Linked DNA regions of Oryctolagus cuniculus: region 2 is linked to region 1. The links are chromatin contacts, called in public Hi-C maps. All regions are on one chromosome and are shown on one strand. The core of a region is the stretch at or near the end of the contact, and the rest is flanking DNA. Distances in the headings are between cores, read along the strand shown. Region 1 overlaps RIN2 (Ras and Rab interactor 2). Region 2 overlaps RIN2 (Ras and Rab interactor 2).

The links. A called contact is a pair of places that touch in the nucleus more often than the background predicts.
Region 2: a contact with region 1 is called in a Hi-C map of liver, with 3 times the contacts expected there. The contact joins two enhancer-like sites. A contact is called at or near these places in 6 of 6 Hi-C or Micro-C datasets (ear pinna, embryonic fibroblasts, liver and 3 more).

The regions. Positions count from the first base shown.
Region 1 is chr11:44,429,296-44,433,847 of mOryCun1.1, forward strand. RIN2 (Ras and Rab interactor 2) reads left to right here. Exons shown (of 13, transcript XM_070052128.1): 2 at 1,644-1,767. Among named protein-coding and RNA genes, the nearest start is that of RIN2, 35 kb to the left of the region's middle. Within about 2 kb of position 2,571, at least 1 of the 8 cell types and tissues checked has an H3K27ac peak or open chromatin away from gene starts, as enhancers often do.
Region 2 is chr11:44,505,103-44,509,654 of mOryCun1.1, forward strand. All of the region lies in intron 2 of RIN2 (Ras and Rab interactor 2), which reads left to right. Among named protein-coding and RNA genes, the nearest start is that of RIN2, 110 kb to the left of the region's middle. Within about 2 kb of position 2,054, at least 1 of the 8 cell types and tissues checked has an H3K27ac peak or open chromatin away from gene starts, as enhancers often do.

The DNA.
Region 1 (4,552 bases), core at 1,321-3,820:
GCCAGAGCTGGGCTGATCAAACACCAGGAGCCAGAAGCTTCATCTGGATCTCCTATGTGGGTGCAGGGGCCCAAGAACCTGGGCCATTTTCTACTGCTTTCCCAGGCCATAGCAGAGAGCTGGCTCAGAAGAGGAGCATCTGGGAGTCGAACCGACGCCCACATGGGATGCTGGCACTGTAATCGGAGGACTTACCCACTGTGCCACAGTGCTGGCCCCCCACTTGATCTTTAGAACAATCCTTGGAGATAGGTATTGTTAATAGTCACTCTGTTTTATACATAAGGAAGTCAAGTTCAATGGTTTGCTTGAGAGATTAGTTGGGATGAAGCCCAGTTTTGTTACATCCAGGCCTGAGAGTAACAAGTACTGGAGAAACACAAGGAGGAGACTCCAGGCCAGAAACCCAAGGTGAACGTAGGTGGGAAGGAAGGGACGTGTGTGACACCTGCCTGGGAAGGGGTGGGCTGCTGGTAGGAAAGGCAGAGGCCAGTTACCGAGCCTGGCGAGGAGCTGAGACTAGGAAATACCACGGAAACACTGGGGAACAGAGAATGTGACAGTCTTATCCTGGCATAGGGAGTTTAAGACATCCTGAGAATGAAACAAGCAAGAAGAATGAACACACGACAAACATTTCTTTGGGAAACAAATATTAGAATGCATAGCAGCAATCTGGAAAGAGTGCAAATTATAACAGTGTGTACCCTACTGAGGATATAGGCAATAGCGGTGGTAGTCAGAGGGACCTTGAGCTTTGACCAAATGTTTGCATCATGTTTTCTGTATTTACAAACAAGATATATGCAGGTGAGCTTGAAAAAGCTAAGATACTGATAAAAAGCAATTCAGATGAAATACGGGGTCATATGGGAATTTCATATTCAGATTGGTGTCATATCCAGAATTCAGACTGGGAGGCTGTAGGACCATTTTTGTAGGAGAGCATGTGATGTAGGAGGTGAGGGGAAAAAAGGAATAGTCACTAACTGACAGGGGAGACAGGATGGTAGATGGTTAGTTTTTCTTTTTTTTAAGATTTATTTTTTATTTATTTGAAAGGCAGAATTACAGAGAAAGAGACAGAAAGAGAGGTCTTCCATCTGGTGGTTCACTTTCCAAATGACTGAAATGCCCGGGGCTGGGTCAGGCTGAAGCCAGAAGCCAGGAGCTTCTTCTGGGTCTCACATGAGTGTGCAGGGGCCCAAGGACTTGGGCCATCCTCTGGTGCTTTCTCAGGTGCATTAGCAGGGAGCTGGATCGGAAGTGGAACAGCTGGGAATCGAACATGCATCCTGTGCTGGTGCTGCAGGTGGTGCTGGTGCTGCAGGTGGTGGCTTAACCTGCTATGTCCACAATGCCAGCCCCTCCTTTTTATTTTTTAAGTGAAAGACCCTTTGGAGTTCTTAAAATGTGAGCGTTTGCCTGGGGATGCAGAGAACATTCTTGTCAAGGGGCTTGACTCAGCTTCCTGAGCCAGAGACAGAGTGGGATCAGCCAGAGGAGGAAAAGGCACCTCTGTCTCTCCTCTCTCATTGTGTCCTCCTAGAGCCAGGGGGCGGGACACAGGGCCCTTGGGTTGGTGCTTATGGGATTTGCAAAAGGCACACAAACCCCTAAATGGTCCCTTCTGTGTGTGGTAGATGGAGCCGGGCGATCCGGACTTCTGAGTGTCTACCAGGAAAATTGCATGTGCAAGTCCTGCAGAATGCTGCAGAAGTCGGGCTGACCCAGAGCCAGGCAGCTGGAGAGATGCTGGCGTGACTGGTAAGTGGCACTGAGCCTATAAGTCTTCCCTGCTTCCACACTGTTGCTGTGACCAAGGGGATTGTGGGCCTTGGCTGGGGTTTGTTGCTGAGGGATTGCATTTAGGATGCACCTGCAGCAGGGCCACGCAAGCCTCAGGAGAGGCGAGGAATCCTGAGAGCATGAACAGAAACACTCAGGTGCCTGCAGCACCAACCACGTGCTTTACCCACTGTAAAGGGTTAATTCCTCTAGTTCTCACAGCAGCATGCATTAGGCTCTGCTGTGGCCTGTCTTTGCGACGGGAGCACAAAGAACCCAGGCAGCCGTGGATAGGACGGAGCCTACAGCAACTATTTCATCTATTTCCTTTCTACGGAAATTATCTTCATTGGGATATTGATCTAGGGTCACTGTGGGAGGTGCAGTTTCCAGAAATGGCCAGAGCAATGGGACTGCTTTTGTAGATCTTTACTGCTCCCTCATCAAGTGGAATCTCCCTTGGAATCTGAGCAGGGTTCAGGGGCTACCCCGACATACAGAACGTGGCAGAAATGCTGAATGACCTCAAAGCTTTAATGAATACAAATGGTTTCCCTTCCTCCTGACTCTCTCCTTCTCCTGGGATATGAGCCTTTGAGACCTGACTGCCATACAGAAGCCACATGCAAATGTTCTGGCTGGCGGTCGCACTCCCTGCAAATCAGACTTTGGAAGTCTGGTGCCACCTGTCTTCCAGTGGCCCCCCACTGATGCTGAGGAGCTGAGACAAGCCTGATGAATCATCCCTGCTGAGCCCTGCCCCTTCATCAGAACAATCGAAAGCACAATAAACACTGTCATTCTTCTGAGCTTTCTCATTTAAACCCACAACAGTGCTTAAGGGAGATAACGTTACACGCATTGACAAGTAAGCCAACAGGTGGAGTGACTCACTCAAGGTCTGTGTCACTGGAATTTAAACCAGGATTGTTTGATTTCAAGCTTGTGATACTAGTCACGGCCCCAGCTATGTGTTCCTCCTGGAACTGTTCTCAACTGTTCTCAAAGAAAGCAAGGCTTGTTGTAGTAAGAAGATAAGAAAGCAGCATCTTAGAGAATTGGCTTTGTACAATATATTGTGCCTCTGTGTCCTGAATTTGGACCTTACTTAGATGTTCCGTGTCCTGGCTTACATGTAAAGTTCTCCAGGAAAGCTGTACTTACATCTGGTGTCTGTTCAAGCCATTCAGTATGCCTTTCCCATTGTGTAAAATCATCATCTTGTGTGCCTGTGATTGGTGCTTCTGCCCCTTTGACTTGGAGGAGGCCAGGGACTGAGCCCTCTCCTTGCTGTTTCTAGCATAGACCCTTACCTGTAGCAGGCACTGATAAATGCATGTTAAAATCGTAACAAGAGCATTAAATGTGGATTTTCTTGATGATAGTGAAAGAAAGGTAAAGAAGCACATATTTCCAGGTATAAACTTGGAAGTTTTGTCTTACCTTGGTGTTGAAATTTTGCCTTTTGAGGCTGTTAAAAAGTGAACAAGGGGGCTGACGTTGTGGCCCAGCAAGTTAAGCCTCTGCCAGCAACACTGGCATCCTGTATTCATGCTGGGTCAAGTCCTGGCTGCTCCACTTCCTCTCCACCTCCCTGCTAATGTGCCTGAGAAAGCAGTGGAAGATGGCCTCAGTGCTTGGGTCCCTGCCACCCTTGGGAGACCCAAATGGAGCTCCAGGATTCTGGTTTTGGCTGGGCCTAACCATTTAGGGAGTGAACCAATGGATGGAAGATTTCTCCCTCCTTTTTTCCTCCCTCTCTCCCTCTCTCTGTCTCTCCCTCTCTTCCTCTTTCCCTTCCTCTCCCTCCCTCCCCCTCCCTTCCCCCCGTCCCTCTGTAAGTCTCCCTTTCAAATAAATAAAACTAAAAAAAAAGTAAATGAAACACAATACAATTTTAAAGAGTTTATTTGAGCAAATGATGATTCATGAATTAGGCAGCTCCAAACCAGGAGTGGTTCTGGAGCTTCAAGGATGGAGGCAAGAGGAAAGCTTTCATAGGATGGACAAGGAAATAAAACAAAGAAAATGCTAGGTTGGTTATAATTACCTAGTTTGCATATTGGATTCATTCCATTGCCAAATCCCTATTTTGATAATTATAGGTTTATTGGCTACTTCTGATTGGTTGAGCTTAAGTTATATTTTTCTTTAATATAGGCATCTACAAGAAATAAACATCATATATGTTTGAAATCAAGTAAGGCTTGATGAGCCTAATGGTAGTGTCTGCTCAGGGATTCTTTAGACATGGTCTTAATTTTAATTCATTCCTAAAATTCTGATTTATTTTTATTTCTTTGAAAGGAAGAGAGAGAGAGAGAGAGAGAGATAGATAGAGAGAGAGATAGATCTCCCATCTAGTGGTTTACTCCCTCCCCAAATGCCCTCAACAGATGGGGCTGGACCTGGCCCCAGCTGGGAGCCAGAACTCCATCCAAGTCTCCCACATGGGTGGCAGGGACCCAGTTAATGAGCCATTGCCTGCTGCCTCCTGAAACACACCTTAGTAGGAACCTGGAATCGGGAGTGAAACTGGGACTCAAACCCAGGTGTTCCAACGCCGGATGCAGGCATCGCACACAGCATCTTAGTGGCTGAGTCAAGCCCTCGCCCTTCACTTTAATGTACTTCAACAGCGCCAGAGGTTTTGTTGTCATTTCCACTGTCTTTCCTGTTAGATAAAACATGTTTGTGTTTGACTTTTGGAAAGAAAGAACTTCAATAAAACACGCCTTTAAACAAAACAGGAACAGGAAGTGCC
Region 2 (4,552 bases), core at 804-3,303, 75 kb after region 1:
TTAGAATGAAACTGGACTCTTCAATAATTTTAAGTTATTATATTAGGAAAGGAGAAAGACACACTAAAATAGAACTGGAAAAGATTTAAACAGTTTGCACAGTTTGAGAAAACTGACCAAAGAGTTAGGATGGCTGAATGCAGTTGGTTCCAAAAAATATTTCCTCCATGAAACTTATTGATATTGGTATCTTTCCAATGGAAATATTTGTGTTTATTAAACATGAAGTTAAAACTTCCTTAAGGTCACAAAGAAACCTTTTGACAACAATCCACAACTCTGTCCCGTGATCAGAAAACTGAATCAATTATAATTTATTCAAATTGGATGAGAGAGAGAGAGAGAGAGAGAGAGAGAGAGAGAGAGAGAGAGAGAAACACAGCCTCCACTCACCTGGCAGTGGAGAAAGAAGAGACAGAAACATCATGTCCATCTGTCTCCTCACCCCCAGATTTTGACAGCTTCCCTCCAAAGTTCTCTGATCCAAAGTTCTCTGACTCCCGTGTTCATGTAAGGAATTCTCCGAAGGGGACTCCTGCCATGTCTGTTTGGTTTGATGAGCTGCTTCTTTATCAGCAGGTGCCTTCATTTCTTCCAAGATCTTTGAAATAAACATCTGACAAGCCAGTGGTAAACATCTTAACGTTCCACCTGCTTCTAAGAACTTGTGTTCTCCTCCCTCCTTCTGAAGCCAAAGCACATTTGTTGGGATGGAACATCAATCCCCCAAACTGCTCAGCTCTCAGCTGCTCATTCTCTCTCTACCTGCTGTGGTCCAATGGTCTCGCCTGTCTGTTCACTCAGGATCCCCACTCCCCATACACTGAGCCACCAGGTGGCTCTGAACCCAGCCTTTCAAGCAAAAGCACCTTCTCTGTGACTCTCGACTCGAATTCTTGAGCAGAAGAGTCTGTTTCATCCGAGAACAGCTCAGAACTAGTTGGGGTCAGGTGCCTAGCCCCTGTCCAATCAGCAGAGGGCATGTGGTAGGCAGAATCACACACCCTGTAGAGCCAGCACAGGTGTGTGACAGTGGTATGAGTGAGTCACTCGGGGTGCAGGAGTGAGAGAGGCTTGTCTATCGGCCCTGGGGAGGAGCTTAATGCCCATCAATGAACAGACCACTCAGAATCCAGTGGTGGCCATGCCAGGGTGGCAGCTCAGTGCGACCCCAGAAGCTTGACTTCCACATTGTACGCTCAACACAGTGATGGTCTAGCATTGCTGGTTGTGTCAGGAGGGGCTGTTGAGTCCTTCCCTTGGGTGCTTAGCACTTCTGTGCATGCTGGTCTGGTCTCCAAATGCCCAACTGAGCATGAGGGCTGTCTTTGGCCCCCAGAACACTTTCTACCCACCCAGAGGTGTGTGGGTGTGCTGGTGAGTGAAGGTCTCCTACGGGCATTGCTCAGCCAGTGATGGGGGAGTTGATGGACAGGTGCACCAGCTGCCTGAGGTGTCCTCTGCCCTAGCTCCAAAGTGGGTGAAGTGCAGTTCTCATGGTGATGAGTGCTTGACAGTGCACCTTGTCTGGGTTGCCCTAACCTGCTTCACATTCCCACTTCCCTGCCGGAGTTACCTGGAGTCACCTCTAATGAACTTGGATGTGAATCTTTGTCTCTGGAAACAGTTAATTCCAAAAAAATTTTAAATGCATTATGTAATGTATGGGCCTGCAGAGTGGACGCAACCCCAGAGCTGCCAGGTTTCAGCCTCAACTAAAAGGAAACATCTGGGTGCAGGCATGCAGCCCAGATTTATTTACGTAGATGTTTATTTATAACGTGTGCTTATTTCATTTCTTTTGAGAGAGAGAGAGAGAGCGAAAGCGAAAGCCTTCAGTACACTGGTTCACTTAGCAAATACCTACAACAGCGAGGGCTGGGCCAGGCTGAAGCCAGCAGCTTGGAGCCCCATCCAGGTCACCCACATGGTGCTTGACCCATCATCTCTGTCTGCCTTCCATGGTATAAGTGAGTAGGAAGCTGAATTGGAAGTGCGGAGTAACCGGAACTCCAACCAAGCACTCCAGTATGGGATTGCAGGTATCCCAAGAGGTGGCTTAACCTGCTGTACTACAATACCCTCTCCATGGCCTGCATTTCCTTTTTTTTTTTTTTTTTTAATTTATTTGGGGGCTGGCATTGTGGCATAGTGGGTAAAGCCACTGCCTGTGACACTGGCATCCCAAATGGGTGCCTGTTTTGAGTCTCAGCTGCTCCACTTCTGTTCCAGCTCCCTGCTAATGTGCCTAGGAAAATAACAGAAGACAGCTCAAGTCCTTGGGCCCCTGCACCCATGTGAGAGACCCAGAAGAAGCTCCTGGCTCCTGGCTTCAGACTGGCCCAGCTCTGGCCATTGCAGCCATTTGGGGAGTGAACCAGCAGATGAAAGATATCTCTATCTCTCTCTCTCTTCCTCCCTCCCTCCCTCCCTCCCTCTCTCTTTCTGTTTCTTCCTTTCTCTCTGTAATTCTTTCAAATAAATAAATCTTTAATAAAAGTTTATTTGAAGACAGAAAGACAGGGAGACAGAGACAGAAATCTTCCATCTGTTGGTTCATTCTTCAAATGCTCACAAAAGCCAGGACTGGGCCAGGCTGAGGCCAGGAGCCTAGAACTCAATCTGTATCTCCCACGTGGATGGTGGAGACCCCAGTACTTGAGCCAATGCCTCTGCCTCCCAGGGTGCATGTTAGCAGGAAGCTGGATCCAGAGGCAGAGCTGGGAGTCAAACCAGACACTCCAATATGGGATTAAGAGTCCCAAGGGAGGGCTTAACTCCTGTGCCAAAAGCCTGTCCCTGGCCTAGATTAAAGATATCTGTGTCCCACATCAGAGTTCCTGGGTTTGATCATCAGCTGTGGCTTCTGACTCTAGCTTCCTGCTAATGCCAATCCGAAGTGCCGTCTGCTGGGAATCCTGGATGGAATGCTCAGCTCCCAGCTCTGGCTTGGCTTAGCTCTGGTTGTTTACAGGCATTTAGGGAGTGAAGCAGTGGATGGAGGATCTCTGTCTCTCTCTGCCTGTTGGGAAAAAAAAGAGTAACAAAGAGTAATGTGTCCATGGACTTTCCATCACTATGGACAGAGAGCTTTGGGAAAGCGCTGACCCCAAGTTCCAGCAGGTAGACAAGCAGACCCTAGCGACATCTAGGGTATGTGGACTGTCCATGTGCAGATTTTTTGGGTTAAGAGCCTGCGTGGTTTATGATGCTTCCCCATGTCTGTGTGACATCATTGCAGCATTGTTTGAAGATACGAATACTTGCAATGACCTTGGGAGTAGCCACCACTCCCTCCCTCCTCCTACTCGTTCTAGGGGGACAGGAGGGACTGTTAGTAGAGATGAATAAGGGATGCCCCCCCCAAGGATGTGGGGGAGGGATATGCAGGAGGCCAGTTCTTGAAGGGTCCAAAGGGGAAGTGAGGGTATTGGGTGGGAGATGAGAGAGGTAAAGTCCTATCCCAGAAAACAGGCGCTTTCTAGCCAGCTTCCTACCTGTTGTCTGCCAGTGGCTACTTAGGCACTAGCATAGCTTCTGCAGCCTGGATAAGGTGAGAGTTGCTTGGAGTCTGTGATCCATCTATCCAAGGATGGAAGGGATGGACCCTGAGCAGAATGAACCCCATTACAAGCTAATCCTATAAGTGGCAGAAATGATTATTTGATAATAACAATATGAAAAAATCCCAGCTGTTTCCACAGTTATTCTTAGGAAACCAAGGCACTGGACAATGTTTTAAATCCTATTTATGGGGACAACATGTGGCATAACAGGTTACACTGCTCCACCTGCAATGCCAGCACCCCAACTTTAATCCCTGGCTGCTCTACTTCCAATCAAGCTCCCTGCTTAGGGCCTGAGAATGCAGCGGAAGGTGGTCCAACTGCCTGGGTCACTACATCCACGTGGAAGACCGGAAGAGGTTGCTGGCTTCTGGCTTCGGCTTGGTCCAGCTTTGGCCATTGCAGCCATTTGGAGAGTGAACCAGTGGATGAAAGCCCCACCCCACCCCCCGCCGTAACTCTGCCTTTCAAATAAGTAAAATACGTCCTTAAAAAATTCTATTGAATAACACAGTTATTGGGAAAAGGGGCCAGGCATACAGCTCTTTGCTTCCAATTTCATACTTTTTCATAAGTTAGCTAATTCTCTTTTCAATGGAAAGTTTCTGTGCTCTTAAACAGTTTTTATAAAACTATATGTGACTGTTGAGTGAAGGAGAACCAGTGCTGGACAAGGATAAATTTTAAACCTTTTTTTTTTTTTAAGTTTGCATAACTGGAATTGTCAAGCCAGAGCCTGGAATAATATTTTTTGTGTCCAACTTGTCGAATCCATGGCGATACAAAGATAATTATGGAAATATTTAGAGAGCTTCCAGACATAGAGCCGCCCTCACTTGCTTCTGTGGCTCTTAGAAAAAAGACCTGCGGGGTGTGGGAGCCGTTTAAAGCACCAGGCGAAGAGGTGAAGTGCATTTCTCAGATTTGGACTTGACCTGGCAGGCCCCCCCTGGGGGGGGGGGTGAGTCACGGGCTCCCACTTCAGT